Regions from separate parts of the Danio rerio genome. Here region 2 is linked to region 1. A link is a contact called in public Micro-C data. All regions are on one chromosome and are shown on one strand. The core of a region is the stretch at or near the end of the contact, and the rest is flanking DNA. Distances in the headings are between cores, read along the strand shown.

The links. A called contact is a pair of places that touch in the nucleus more often than the background predicts.
Region 2: a Micro-C map of caudal fin shows a contact between it and region 1, with 5 times the contacts expected there. The contact joins two enhancer-like sites. A contact is called at or near these places in 2 of 18 Hi-C or Micro-C datasets (caudal fin and an unstated tissue).

The regions. Positions count from the first base shown.
Region 1 is chr9:47,957,885-47,964,831 of GRCz12tu, reverse strand. It overlaps a transcript of hdac4 not described here. Among named protein-coding and RNA genes, the nearest start is that of hdac4, 78 kb to the right of the region's middle. Within about 2 kb of position 4,336, at least 12 of the 62 cell types and tissues checked have an H3K27ac peak or open chromatin away from gene starts, as enhancers often do. A contact at or near this core is called in caudal fin, where this site is marked.
Region 2 is chr9:48,080,581-48,087,527 of GRCz12tu, reverse strand. It overlaps a transcript of hdac4 not described here. Among named protein-coding and RNA genes, the nearest start is that of lct, 130 kb to the left of the region's middle. Within about 2 kb of position 4,262, at least 24 of the 62 cell types and tissues checked have an H3K27ac peak or open chromatin away from gene starts, as enhancers often do. A contact at or near this core is called in caudal fin, where this site is marked.

The DNA of each region.
Region 1 (6,947 bases), core at 3,087-5,586:
TGTGCACGATGCTTCGATATTTCTTCAAAAGCTGATTTTAATCGTCTGTGATCAAAAGTCATATTGCAGACCCCTACATGATAATACCGTATATGTGTAGTGCCGTATACTGTATGCTGTGCAATTTAAAAGCTTCAACAAGAAGATTTGATTCCGTCATAAGCTTAGTTTTAATTTAAAATCAGTTTCCATATGAAGATCACGAATGAAGTTTTGACATCTTGAATTGAATTGGTGATTTCTACAATCTTTTAGAAGGTTACAATGCTTTTGGTGATGAAAGAAATATGTCCATGTTCACATGTTCATGATGACATGAGTGTGAGTAAATGATTAGAGCAATTTCATTTTGGGTCAGCTATTCTTCTGGTAAATAGACAGTTTTCAGTGAATTTCGGGTTGTTATCTCTTCACTATGATCCCAGAAAACCAAATCCTTCTGTCATTTTATAGGATCTAGTCACTGCTTACCTTTGGTTTGATGTCTGTTGGTTGACTTGCTCTCAGCAGGCCTCATGTTTAACTGCGCGATCTGCATGCAGGACACATTCAAAAAATGTAGACGTCTGTCTTCCGCCTCGGGCAAAAAACAGGGATGAATGTATCTGAACGGTTTTTAACGAAGACAGAATTTGCTTTATGACGTGTTCTTGCAATCTGTACTTTTATCTTCTTGTGGAAGGAGATTTAAAAACAGCATGTGTACGGCCTTAAATGTGCTTCATCTGTTTTCTCCTGGGACAAAACCGACAAGTTCACAACCGATGAAGTGGAAGATGCAGTCAAGAACAGACTCGGTTAGATGTGGATGAATAAGAATGTCAGTGCGTAAAAGGGTCTGTTTGTGGTGTGATCTTTCTGGCTAAGGGTTTTATTAGAAATGATTGGGTAAAATTGGGTTTGGAGGGGTAAAGTACATGAAGAGCAAGGTGAGTTTGAAGTCAAGCAGTAATACTGTAGGGCAAGGATGATGTGTTTTTCTTTTTTTTGTAGGCCATAACCTCTTAGCATTTTTAACACCTTCAGTTTCATCACATCAATAGCTATGTTTCCATCCAAAAATGCGAATAAACTTTATGCGCAAAACTGGATTATCGCACAAAAGTTGTGCGAATAAATCAGCGTTTCCATCCAACGAGTCAAAGCAAAAAAAATCATCACTTCCTGATTAACTGGCGCCAAATATCAACAGTAAAAACTGCATTTGCTGCAGTAGGAGAAGCTGCATCAATCTTTTCTAAATGAATGTGCCTCAGAAGACAATCCTGACAAGCAGTGAGCGTGCAGTGGTGTTTGAAGGTGTCAGACGCGGAGCACAGGCGCTCTTGATTCTGGAGGTCATTAATAATATAATAACATTAATACTGAAACGGTAAGGCGTTTTATAATGACCAAAACAACATTTCAGATGTTTTATAATGTGCTCAGCCTGACGTTTTATCCATTCACACATTTTAAGCATCACATGATCTCTTTTAACAAAATCACATGACCTTTTTTAATACGCATGCTGGAGTTTGTGCGGTAAAAGTGTTTCCATCGTAGTTTATGCGCATCTTTTCTTATCGAATAAAAAGTTTATCCTACCCAGTTAGGCGCATACGGTTTTTATGCGCATTTTCAAAATTTATGCGCATCATAGCGTTTCCATCAACTTTTTTTGGTGGATGGAAACATAGCTATTGTTGCTTGTGTTAAATGCTTTAAATGAGTTCTGTGGTTTATTGGATATTTTACCTATATAAATATGTTGTTTATTTGCTCACCTTCAGGTCATCTAAGATGAGTTTGCGCAGAGCACAGTATTAAAGAAGATCTTTACACAGGGGTGCTTTTCAGTGTAAATACTTAATTGAAATTATGTACAGTAACACTGACATGATGCACATTTTATAAAGATTTCAGTAATTACATTTGAATATCACCAATGCATAATGTCGCATACATAAAAAACAAAAGACGGTGTTCACTTCTTACCTGGTGTCTCTAACATCAAGTTACGAACGTGTTTGCAAGATGGAAGTCATACAACATTTAGACAATGGTAGCTCAGTATGGCATGGGAAAGAGCTGGCCATCAAAGTAACAAACAAATAAAACAACATTTTTATTGTTGTATTACAGATCTCAAAAGGGTGCACAAGAATTTTACCCAAATGAAAACAAGACCAAAGAAAAGTGCGCTTCTCTACGCTCTTCCTGGCGTCCACAAATGATAATAGACCGGTCTCCTGACCAATCAGGTGTCGGCATAGGCAGACCTAATGAAAATTACAGGCATGGAAAGGGATGAGAGAGATAGAGAGCCAAAAAGCTAGAATGGATGGAAAAGTACAAACGATATACGTACGGAAGTAACAACATTTTTTTTTTTCGAAGTAAACAAAAAGTGTCCATGACAGTGTGGCAACAAGCTACATATGCTGGGGTTAGGTGTGTTGGGAAAAAAATGAATGATGAGAACCCAGTCCAGGAGACTCGAACAAACAGAATATCTGGTGTGTCGGTAATCTGCAGTCATAAAGAAGTCCACAAGCCTGCAAGAGTCTACAGGAGTTTCTTACAGTGATAAGAGTAGTCTGTAAAGTTGAAAATTACTCTAAATGGAGACAGATGTGTCTAAATGGAGACACTTTCTATTATACATTTTAGGAGGAGGCAGAGGTGGAAACATTGAAAATGGGCATGAGTTTTAGTTTAATATCTTGTTTTAAGGACTTGAATAGATCATGAGGTTTCACCTGGCCTGACCAGCTGGAAAGTATCAACCAAAAACAAAGGCACAGTCGTTGGGACCCTGCCTTTAGCATTTGCATCACTTTAGCTTAACCTGTGCTCTGTCACACCCTAGATAGAGTTTTGAGTGAAATTAGATCATTAAAAAGCAAAGAATGTAACTTTTCATATATATATATATATATGTAGATATATAATATGTAGATTATTGTTAATCTGGAACTAAATTATATAAATGCATATTTCCACAGGTGCTTGATTTAAAAAAAAAAAATAAATAAATAAAATATATATATATATATATATATATATATATATATATATATATATATATATATATATATATATATATATATACAGTTGAAGTCAGAATTATTAGCCCCCCTGAATTATTAGACCGCTTGTTTATTTTTTCCCCAATTTCTGTTTAATGGAGATAAGATTTTTTTCAAAACATTTCTAAACATAATAGTTTTAATACCTCATTTCTAATAACTGATTTATTTTATCTTTGCCATGATGACAGTAAATAATATTTGACTGTATATTTTTCAAGACACTTCTATACAGCTTAAAGTGACATTTAAAGGCTTAACTAGGTTAATTAGGTTAACTAGGCAGGTTAAGGTAATTAGGCAAGTTATTATATAATCATGGTTTGTTCTGTAGATTATCGGGAAAAAAATATAGCTTAAAGGGGCTAATAATTTTGTCCCTAAAATGGTGTTTTAAAAATTAATAGCGGCTTTTATTCTAGCTGAAATAAAACAAATAAGACTTTTTCCAGAAGAAAAAATATTATCAGACACACAGTGAAAATTTCCTTGCTCTGTTACACATAATTTGGAAAATATAAAACAAAAAAGAAAAAAATTTGAAGGGGGCTAATAATTCTGACTTCAACTGTATATATATATATATATATATATATATATATATATATATATATATATATATATATATATATATATATATATATATATATGTGTTGCTTTAAAGTTCTTCAAGTCAAGTCAAGTCAAGAGTTTTATTTGTCACATACATAATAATACAAAGTATGACCAGCAGTGAAATGTAGGTCTGGTCCGCTCCAAAGACAGTGCAAGTATAGATAAACAAAAATTAAATAATAATGAGAAAAATATGTGCAAAAAATAATGTGCAAAAAATTATACAAAGTAATAGGAATAGCAGCAATATGAGGTATCTTATAGATACGACTTATACAGTGATATATACGTAATGTCAAGTGATGTTTAACACCGGGCCTGGGGAAAGTCCTTGAATCTACTGTTCATGAAAGTGTGGAAGCTAAAATAAAATAAAATAAAATAAAATAAAATCTAAATATTTTAATTTATAAATAAATGTATGTAAATATTTAACTAAATATAAAACTAAATACAAAATAATATAAGTTAAATTGTAAAGAAAATTATAATGGTAATTAAATAATGTATTTTTTAAATGCAAATCTAGCAGCTACCTCCAGCGACTCTAGTCTTGAATTTACAAATGCGTGTTTACTCATTTAGTTTCCTCTCTAGAGGTGTTAAAGGGAATTAAATGCAGCCCACAGATAGCGCTGTTGCATTGACCTGTGTTGTAATGCGGTGAGGTTGTGTCATCACTTCCTCAAGGGGAGCCTCAGTGAAAACACTGGTTCCTTTGGGACGTCCTGCCTCTGGTCAGGCCACTTGTACAGACTGACAGCATCAATAGCTCATCAACAGGCCTTCAAACGTTTGTTTTTTAAAAGGGTGATGTAATGTTTATATTCTTACACCCGCTTTTGATCTACAGGACGGGCACTCTTGAGGTAGATGGGGACAGTTTCAATAATTTATAATATATTATAACGCAACTTAAATAAGTGGATTATTTATGGCATGTACAGTATGAATTTGTTTATATCTATTTTTTTCTTCACATCTGTATTGGTGAATGTACAGTAATAGGCCAGGTTATTATAAAGCAAAAAGCCCTAAGAAGCTGTTGTTAACAGTGGATTTACAGTTAGAGCATTAATCCCCATGTAACAGTCACAGTTGTGTTTGTATTTTACAACAGCTTCAATCACAATTACCAGTCAGGAACAGCCTGTTTTATAAAAAAAAAACAAATAAACAGTAGTCAGAAAAAAATACAGTTTGTTGCACTTGCTATTTAAATAACAAAATAATGTAAATTAATGATATTTTCACAATAGTAAAACAAACTATTAACATTTATGTATTTATATGATTATTATTATTATTATTATTATTATTATTAAGTTGTAATCATCGTTATCATTATTAATCATATTATTATTGTTGTTGTTATTATTATTATTTTTTTTGGTTATTGTTTTTATTATTAATTATTAATTCATTTATTTATTATTATTTTGGTTATTATTATTATTATTGTTATTATTATAACTTTGTCATTATTATTTTGGTTATTGTTTTTATTATTAATTATGAGTTTATTTATGTATTATTATTTTGGTTATATATTATTATTATTATTATTATTATTAACCTATTATTGTTATTATTTTTATTATTATTATTATTATATTATTATTATTATTATTAATAATTAAAATTTATTATTATTTTGGTTATTTTTATTATTTTGGTTATTTATTTATTTATTTATTTATTTATTTATTTATTTATTTATTTATTTATGTACTGACAGGTACAGTGCAGTCTTTGTGTTGCATTCAAATTTAATATGGCTTTGTTCGTCCTCTGTTCAAATAAGTTCATATTTGCTAATAACCCTTCTCTTGAGGCGCTGCTAGATTACAAAGACCTGTAAATGAATCTTAATGCCTACTGGAGGGATTGCGTATCTAGTTTTTTCTTAATTAAAACTGTTCTCTTATTTCACATGTCGTCTCTCGCCTGTGGGTTCCAGCACTAAATCACACATCTGTAAAATGCAGGAGGGAGACACTAAATCAGATGATGATGATGATGATGTGTTTGCTCTTGAAAGTGCTGTTTGCTATGATCATCACAGGTGTTCGTGCAGAGCTGAGAGTGTAAATCAGTGAAAGAGTGAGTGTGTGAAAGTGAAGCCTAAAGGAAGCCCTCTAGTGGTGCAGATCCTCTGGTTTTTGTGCATTCAGTGTTGAAAATGGTTGAAACAGGCCCCAGGGCCTTACTGTTTTAAAGACAGTTTGACACCGTGTTTGAGGTGGTGCGTGCTGCACAGAGGATCAAACTGAACCCTTTTTTTGTGGTGGTGGTGGTGGAGACAAGAATAATGGCTTGTGAAACTTCTGTTGGCGATTCAGCTGCTATATTATAGTTACCTTCTATGTTTTTCTACCAATTCGGTTGGACTAAACCTGAAGAATTGTGAAGTTGATTCTGAAAGATTTCCACTGACTGCAGAAGAGTGCAGAATTTGATTATTTACCATGGTATTGCATAGGGCTGCATGATTGGAAAAATCTGAAATTGTGATATTTTGTTTTGCTGCTTTAAATATTGCATTATGAATTTTATTTGACCAAATGATTTGAATATCTCTATTTGAAAACATTTCATTGAATTTGATCGACTGGGATGAGCAAGTCTGGTGTTCATGCAGTGCATTGCATAAATGATAATAAATTACAAGCAAAAAATAAATAAATGATGTTGATTTAATATGATATAATGATTGGTTATTCATTGGGATAAACCCCTTGAGATGTACCATCTCATTTTCAAGGGGGTCCCACAATTAATCACAATCACATAATAACAACACAAGAAGACAAAACATAATTTACGAATCATCCAAAAAACATGACATAACATTAAAAAAATAATATATAAATTAAAAAAGTAAAAGAAAAATACTGAAAAAAGGAGGAAAAAGAAAGAAAAGAAAAGAAGGGAGGGGGTGTAGTAGTATACATACACACATACGTATATATACGTAGAAAAACTATATACAGATCAGTAAATCAATCACCAATCACGATAAATAAACAATACTTCATGGTTTTCTGGAGAGTCTAGCAGTATTCAAGTACAGAAAATGAACAATCTAATGTAAAATACATTGCAATTACTGTATAAATAATAAAATTAATAATATCTTTTACTTCTAATCTTTTATATATTCTTAGGCTGCGATTTATTCCTTGTAGCAGCATTTTTGCTCTAAGCTGCAGTCTTGGTAAGGATAAACAATGATGCGTGAGTCCGTTGTAAAACCTTTTC
Region 2 (6,947 bases), core at 3,013-5,512, 120 kb before region 1:
ATATATATATATATATATATATATATATATATATATATATATATATATATATATATATATATATATATATATATATATATAACCCTAACCCTAACACATACATACATATAGGGCTTGACATTAACTTTTTTTGATCACCAGCCACTGTGGCTAGTAGATTTCCAACATTACTAGCCACTCGCCATTTTCACTAGCCACACTTTTTTTGTTTGGAAAATATATTTCATATGCATAAATGTGACTTTGACATGCTAAAATGACTTTATTTAGATGTTGTGTTATGTCCACATGCCTTCTCATTCATTTAACTTCTTGTGTGTATTGTATATTAGCTTGCTCAGTGTGCATGAGCAAATGGACTGTGTCTTAATGCAATTAGTTTTTATTTCACATGACTTTTCAGGGTTCAAAATTAAGGACTTAGCAAATTTATCTCTAGCCACTCCAAATAATTTCTTAGCCAGAAATTTTTAATGTGTCAAAACAAGGAAAATATAGCATTATAGGTGCACTTTTTTGTGTTAGCAAGTATTTTACACTGGCACACAAGTGCCAGTTTCACAGCTGTCATATCAATGACGAAGCTTTTTCCTCATAAATGCAAAAAATGTCAAATAACATAAAATCAGTCATTTTTGTTTTATAGAGAGCCGACTCTCATCCTTTTGATGAGCATTATATTGTTTAGGTTGTGCAGTTTCATTCACAGAATTTCTACAAAGCATGTTGTATACTGTAAACTCGCAGACTTTTTTTGTCGTGTTTATAACGCATGTTTATTTTCCTCATTTAAGATATAAAACATGTTTACAGATTGGTATTTTTCTGGTTTCTTAACTCTGAGTTTAGTTTTGATGTTTCAATATAATGTTAATATACACATTGCCACGTGTGTGCGTGCGTGCGTATGAAAGTGAAAAGGTGCACTTCAGTTTTGACACCCACAGACATATAAATCAGAGACTGACTTTCTCATGCATAGCCTCATTTCAGTTGTCAAGTTTTGTAAAAAATCAGTTTATTTAATTAATCAATCTAGTAAAAAAAAACTTTGGCTAGAATTATATGCATTATAGGCTTAAATTATAGAGAGAAACAACAGATGAACTGTGGTGCCAAAAAATGCACTCCTGCTGTAAGTGACACCCCCTCTGAAATATGCATAATTGCATATATTAACTTAAAACATTTTTTAAATTAATTAGAGTTATGACAACTAATGATAGTGACTGAGGTCAGTTCCATGATCGGAACCATTACCTTACACAATATATACATTTAAATAAGTGAATAGATTGAATTTAAATACACTACTGATTAAAGTAAATTTGTTTAATGTGTGTAACCCACCAACATGCCTAATTTTAGTAACAGGCTCATTACATCAGTCTATACTACAGTCAATATTTTTATTTTTCATTTATTTGTAAACCAAGTTTTAAGTCGCAATTTTACTTCTTGTTCTGGCTTGATGCATCAAAATAATAATCATATTAGCCTACAGTTTAATCAGTTATGGCCTTTGGTTTTTTAAATGTAGACTAAGAATGTTAATGAAAGTCTAGGAAGCGGGTGTGAGAATTTTACCTCAGGGATGCATTTCCCGGAGCAACACGGGGACTGCAATCAGATCATGAAGCAGATCAATGTTGATCTTTCTTTCCAGGTGTCAGTTCAGAAATGTACAAAACAATAGGCCTAATACAAAATATTATAAGATTAAATATGAAAATTTTTTCAGATGGTCATTTTTGGTCAATTTTCCTAACAGATAAACAGCTTTCGCTAATATTTCAGTATGCTTTCACTTTCGTATTAGACATGAAACGCATATTTACCGGTAGGAATGACATCCTGCCCTACTCATTATTCTCTCTACACATAGTCGTATGTATGGCTATTACACAATCATAATACACTGTGATATAGCCTAGTTTGTCTGATTGGTTTGTTTTCTCACTACGATCGATCTGCTCAATCGAGCCGAGACCACCTCATTCAGGCGTTCTCGGACTGATTGATTTAAGTCGGACCGAGCGTAATTGCGTGATTCACATACGCCAGACAAACTGCGCTAACTTCGCAAATGAAACAGGTTCTGAAACAAACACCTGGGCCTGAAAGCACCCTGTATTTTCACGCAGTTGACAAACAGTCGCAGCCAAATTAATCTTTAGTGTGTTGTTATTTTGACCTGAAGTGACAAGTGCGCACATGTGCTTTCCTTCACCATTTTCTATGGCGTCTCTCATAACTAGTCGACCATTGACCATTCTCTCAGAGGATGAAAATCGGACAGATTGCTGCATCTCTGATACAAGTTTATGGAGAAAAGTAAAAAGCGCTGCAGTGTTTGGATGTGCTGTGTTTGTCTGAGGTCATTAGTCTACCATTATTACTGAAATGTGTATATTCCTCACAAAGTGTGAAGCAGATTGGTTAGTTCTGGTTGGTTAGCAGTGCGCCCGGGGCATTCGAAAAAGTTCAAATGTTTTTCAACTAGGTTCTCCTGGAACTAGGATCATGTGTGTTTCATGCAAGTCACACGCCTCCATTGGAAATGACAAACAGACATCCTGAGCTTATTGGCATTGCTTTCAAGGCACACACCCAGCAGCAGCATTTAAATAAAACTATAGTGCTTCATACCAAAACTACATACCAAATCTTCTTTTTTTTTTTTAATTTTTTTTTTTTATCGATATTGACAATGGTATTCGATCAATAAATGTCAATACCGATTTTTACCTCCCAGCCCTAAAACCTGAAAACCAGGGTTTATTCAGCAAATATTGATTGCATTAATATCAGATAAAGAGGAGTAGATGATGAGGTAAATGTCTTTGCTGTTTGTTCAAACTACTTATTTAAAATGAGCTGAATTAACACAATTCTTGATGTTTTTTGAGACAACTTAATTGTTTCATGTACAATCTACTTAAATTTGTCAAATCAATTCAGTTAACTTAATTTTTGTTGGGACAACATTAAGAAAATATGTGGAGCCCTGCAATTTTATTACAGTGTAAATTTTTATTATTTGGTGAACAATCCTTTTAGATTCAGTAGAAATATGATTTTTTTGATAATTAATTCGGTAAATATATATAATAGTTGTTTTATTGATACCGCATGAGGGAGAATAAGTGATGAGGGAATTTTAAGTCTCTTTTATCTAACTTCAGTAGAAACTGAGAATTTGTTTTAAGATCTACACATTTTTACATTTTTAAAGCCATGATGAACAGTCTTTTCTTCAGCAGAAACAACATGTTGTGATTTGAAAACCAGGGTTAATTCAGCAAATATTGATTTTTCTAATACCAGATAAGGTGGAATAAATAATGAAAAATAATTTTCGTTTTTGAGTGAACCATCCCTTTAAATCCAAAAGAAACGGAGAATTTTCTAAAGGCCTACCAATTTTTTTTTATACATTTTTAATGTTATAATATATGGGGCTGCACAATGTATCATTTCAGCATCGATATTGCAATGTGTGTCCAAAGTAGTCACATCGTGGGATATGATATGTGGAGTTGGGATTATATTTGATCAACACTTGAGAGATTTGTGAAGTCATATATAACCATCTGAAGTCAACGTATAACCAACAGAGTGAAGCTTTATCATTTGCGTGTGCTTTAAAGGCATTTTAAGAGAGTTTAATGCATTTGGCACAATAACATACAATTATAACTTTAATGAAGAATAATTTGGCTGAATTATTAATTTAAATGAAGACTATACAGTTGATTATGTTGGTGAATACAGATTGACTCTCCGGAAAAGCAAAAAGCACTACTTATTTAAATTTTTTTGCTTGATGTTAGGTATTCTTGCTTGCAATTTGTTTATTATATTTTATAGATAATTATAAATGTATTCATTCAGTTTCAACAAATGTTTTCAATGAGGGTTAATATAGATTTTTATTAATACCAGATGAGGGAGAATAAACAATGAGGATTTTCATTATTGGCTGAACTTTCCCTTTAAATTCAAAGGCTAGAGTATTTTGTAATGGTCTAAAATTTTCCATAGCTAGCTCCACACGAGAGGGTTAAATATTGTTTTTGATACTTTAAAAACGGTCTTGAGGTGAAGGATCAGACAGAACATGAGGGTTGGCAGGTTTTCTGGTGTGGTGACGTCTGTGCTGTCCTGTGCTGCTGGTTATATCATGCTTGTCGGTCTGGGCTGCTGTCACACATAGCTGCTGGTTGCAGTTCTAGCATGTGGCATCATGCACAGGCATATAAATCCAGGCTTTAATCACAGCCTGTAGGAAACTCACTCGTCTTTCCACATTCCGGCTCTCAAGGACCGGCGCTCAGACCTTGTAAATTCCAGGCCCCACAGGAAGAAGGTCAAAGCAGCCCTTCTCAGATCTTGGCAGCAGAGAGTTAATCCAGACTTGCATGACCCTAGTTGTGCACTTTCTGCAAACAAACAACATACAGTTAATGTTCACACTGTTTTTTTGTTGTTGCTGTAGTTGTTCAGTGATCTTGTATGGCTTTATATGGATTTGAAAGTTTTATTTATTTATTTATTTACTTATTTTTTTGCTTTTAATTCACTTTGAAAAACATGAGAAAGTAGTATTTAATGACATTTAAGCCTTTTTATTTTAATGTATTTTTGATTTAATGACAATTAAATCAGTTTTTCCAACAACTCAAATATAATCCCAGTCATTATAATGCAGTTAAAAAATGTATAGTGTATATATAAGGCTGCACGATATTTTGTTTTTTCTGCAATTTGAATAAAATTTAAGTAACATTTTTGAAAGAATTCATAGTTTTACATTGGCTGGGATGATTTTGTAGCGGAGCGCATCTGGATAGGCAACACAAAATTATCAAAAAATATGCAAAATACAAAACAGATGGAAAAAAACAGAAATAAACAGCACTTTATAGTTTTCTGTGAAGTCTAACAGTCATGAAATTCATTAATCACATGTAACGTAACATGGTATGAACTGTGGTTTCTGGTTAATTATAATCCCAAGTTATTTTTAAGTTCTTCTTTCGCCAATAATTTTATAATAGCTAATAGAAATAGAATTTTTTTTTGTTTAGATTTAAAATGAGATTGTGGGATTATCTGCGGGATTAAGCTTTTTAACTAGTTAGCTAGTCAACTAATCCAATTACTCAAGAGTAATCTCACTTGTACTGGATATACACTAATGTCCATGTGTTTGCTGTCGGCAAGATTGTGGAAAGAAATGTAAAAGGCTAATAAAATAATCATAAATGGCTGTAAAAACGTACAAAAAAAGCTTAACTAAGCCTAAAAAATTTCAGTTGTCATATAAAAATCTTTAATATACTGTAATATATATTATATTATTATTATAATAAATTTATATTTATTTTAATATAATAAAACGTACGTATGCCAGAATAGTTGGCGGTTCATTCCGCTGTATTATATATATATAACATAATATAATGTAATATAATATAATTTAATACAATTTGATATAATATAATATTTAATATAATTGAATATAATTTATTTAATTTATAATAATTTACATAGTAATTTATATAATATATATAATATAATTTATTTTGAACAAAAAAATCATTATTGGTGTGCAAAAGCAATCTAAATACACTAACATTTTGATAGTTTAGATATTTTCTGACATATTTGCATCTCTTTTTGTGTGTTATCAGTTGAAATATAGGCTTGCATGATTGACATTCTCCTCAACCAATAGTGACTTGTCTATGATTGAATAATTCATTGCACAACTCCACTTATCGACTAAACTGAGAAACTTTCTCACCTTGAAAGGCATTTTCACCCAGCATCGTTTATCTCTCTCTTACTCTCTCTCTCTTTCTCTCTCTCTCTCTCTCTCCCTCTCTCTCTCTTATCTCTCTCTCCCTCCCTCTCTCTCTCCACACATGCAATCTGTGTGACTTGGCAAAGTAGGATTCTGAATAACGACAGCGCTTAGTGAATGTGACTAAATGGCAACGTTTAGGCCCACGCTTTATATAGTCTCAAATAACAATTTAAATCAGTTTGAGACCCTCGCTAATCAATTCTCCTCCTTAGGGGACATAATTAACAGTGCTGGATGACTCATGGAGATTGGCAGATTGCACCGTTTGCTGCATCTGTGGCTGAAGAGAGGGAAGAGAGGCAGAATTTGGCTCCAGCCTCTCTTACATGATGCTTAGCGAGGAAAAGCGATAACAGGAGACGGGGTGTAACTGTAGGTGGTAAATGCGGCTGGACAGGCGACAAGTACGACTGGCGATCCGCAGAAAGGTTGTCCCCTAACTGGAAAATTGGATGTTTGTCGCGAGCAGTGTTATTTCGAGGATCGTCTTAATGTCCCTGAGGCCTGATGTCATCTGCTGTGTCTCTGGGTAGATGTAGGATGGTGGGAAATGAGCTCCTTAAAGGAACAGTTCAGCCAGAAATGAACATTTTGTCAGTATTTGTTCAGGGATTGGTGATCGTGACTGATTTTATTGTTGTGAAAAAGCATTTCAGGTTCACACTCTTACTTGAGGGTTTAATGTGCTTTCTGAAGACTGGAATATAGTTGAAGAGTAATTTGCATCGGTATAATACTTCGTTTTTAGTAGGGTTTTTTTTTTCCATTTTGGTGCCGGACTTCTCATTCACTTTTATTGTTTTTTTATTGTTTTTTTTAAGAGACATTCAATTTAATTTAACTTAAAAGTTTGTGTTTTTGTAATTAAAGTTAGTCATCTATTAGGGCTGCACAGTTTATTGCAGGGGCTGTTGCAGGGGCTGTTGCCTCACAGCAAGAAGGTCGCTGGTTCGAACCTCGGCTCAGTTGGCATTTCTGTGTGGAGTTTGCATGTTCTCCCTGCCTTCGCGTGGGTTTCTTCCGGGTGCTCCGGTTTCCCCCACAGTCCAAAGACATGCGGTTCAGGTGAATTGGG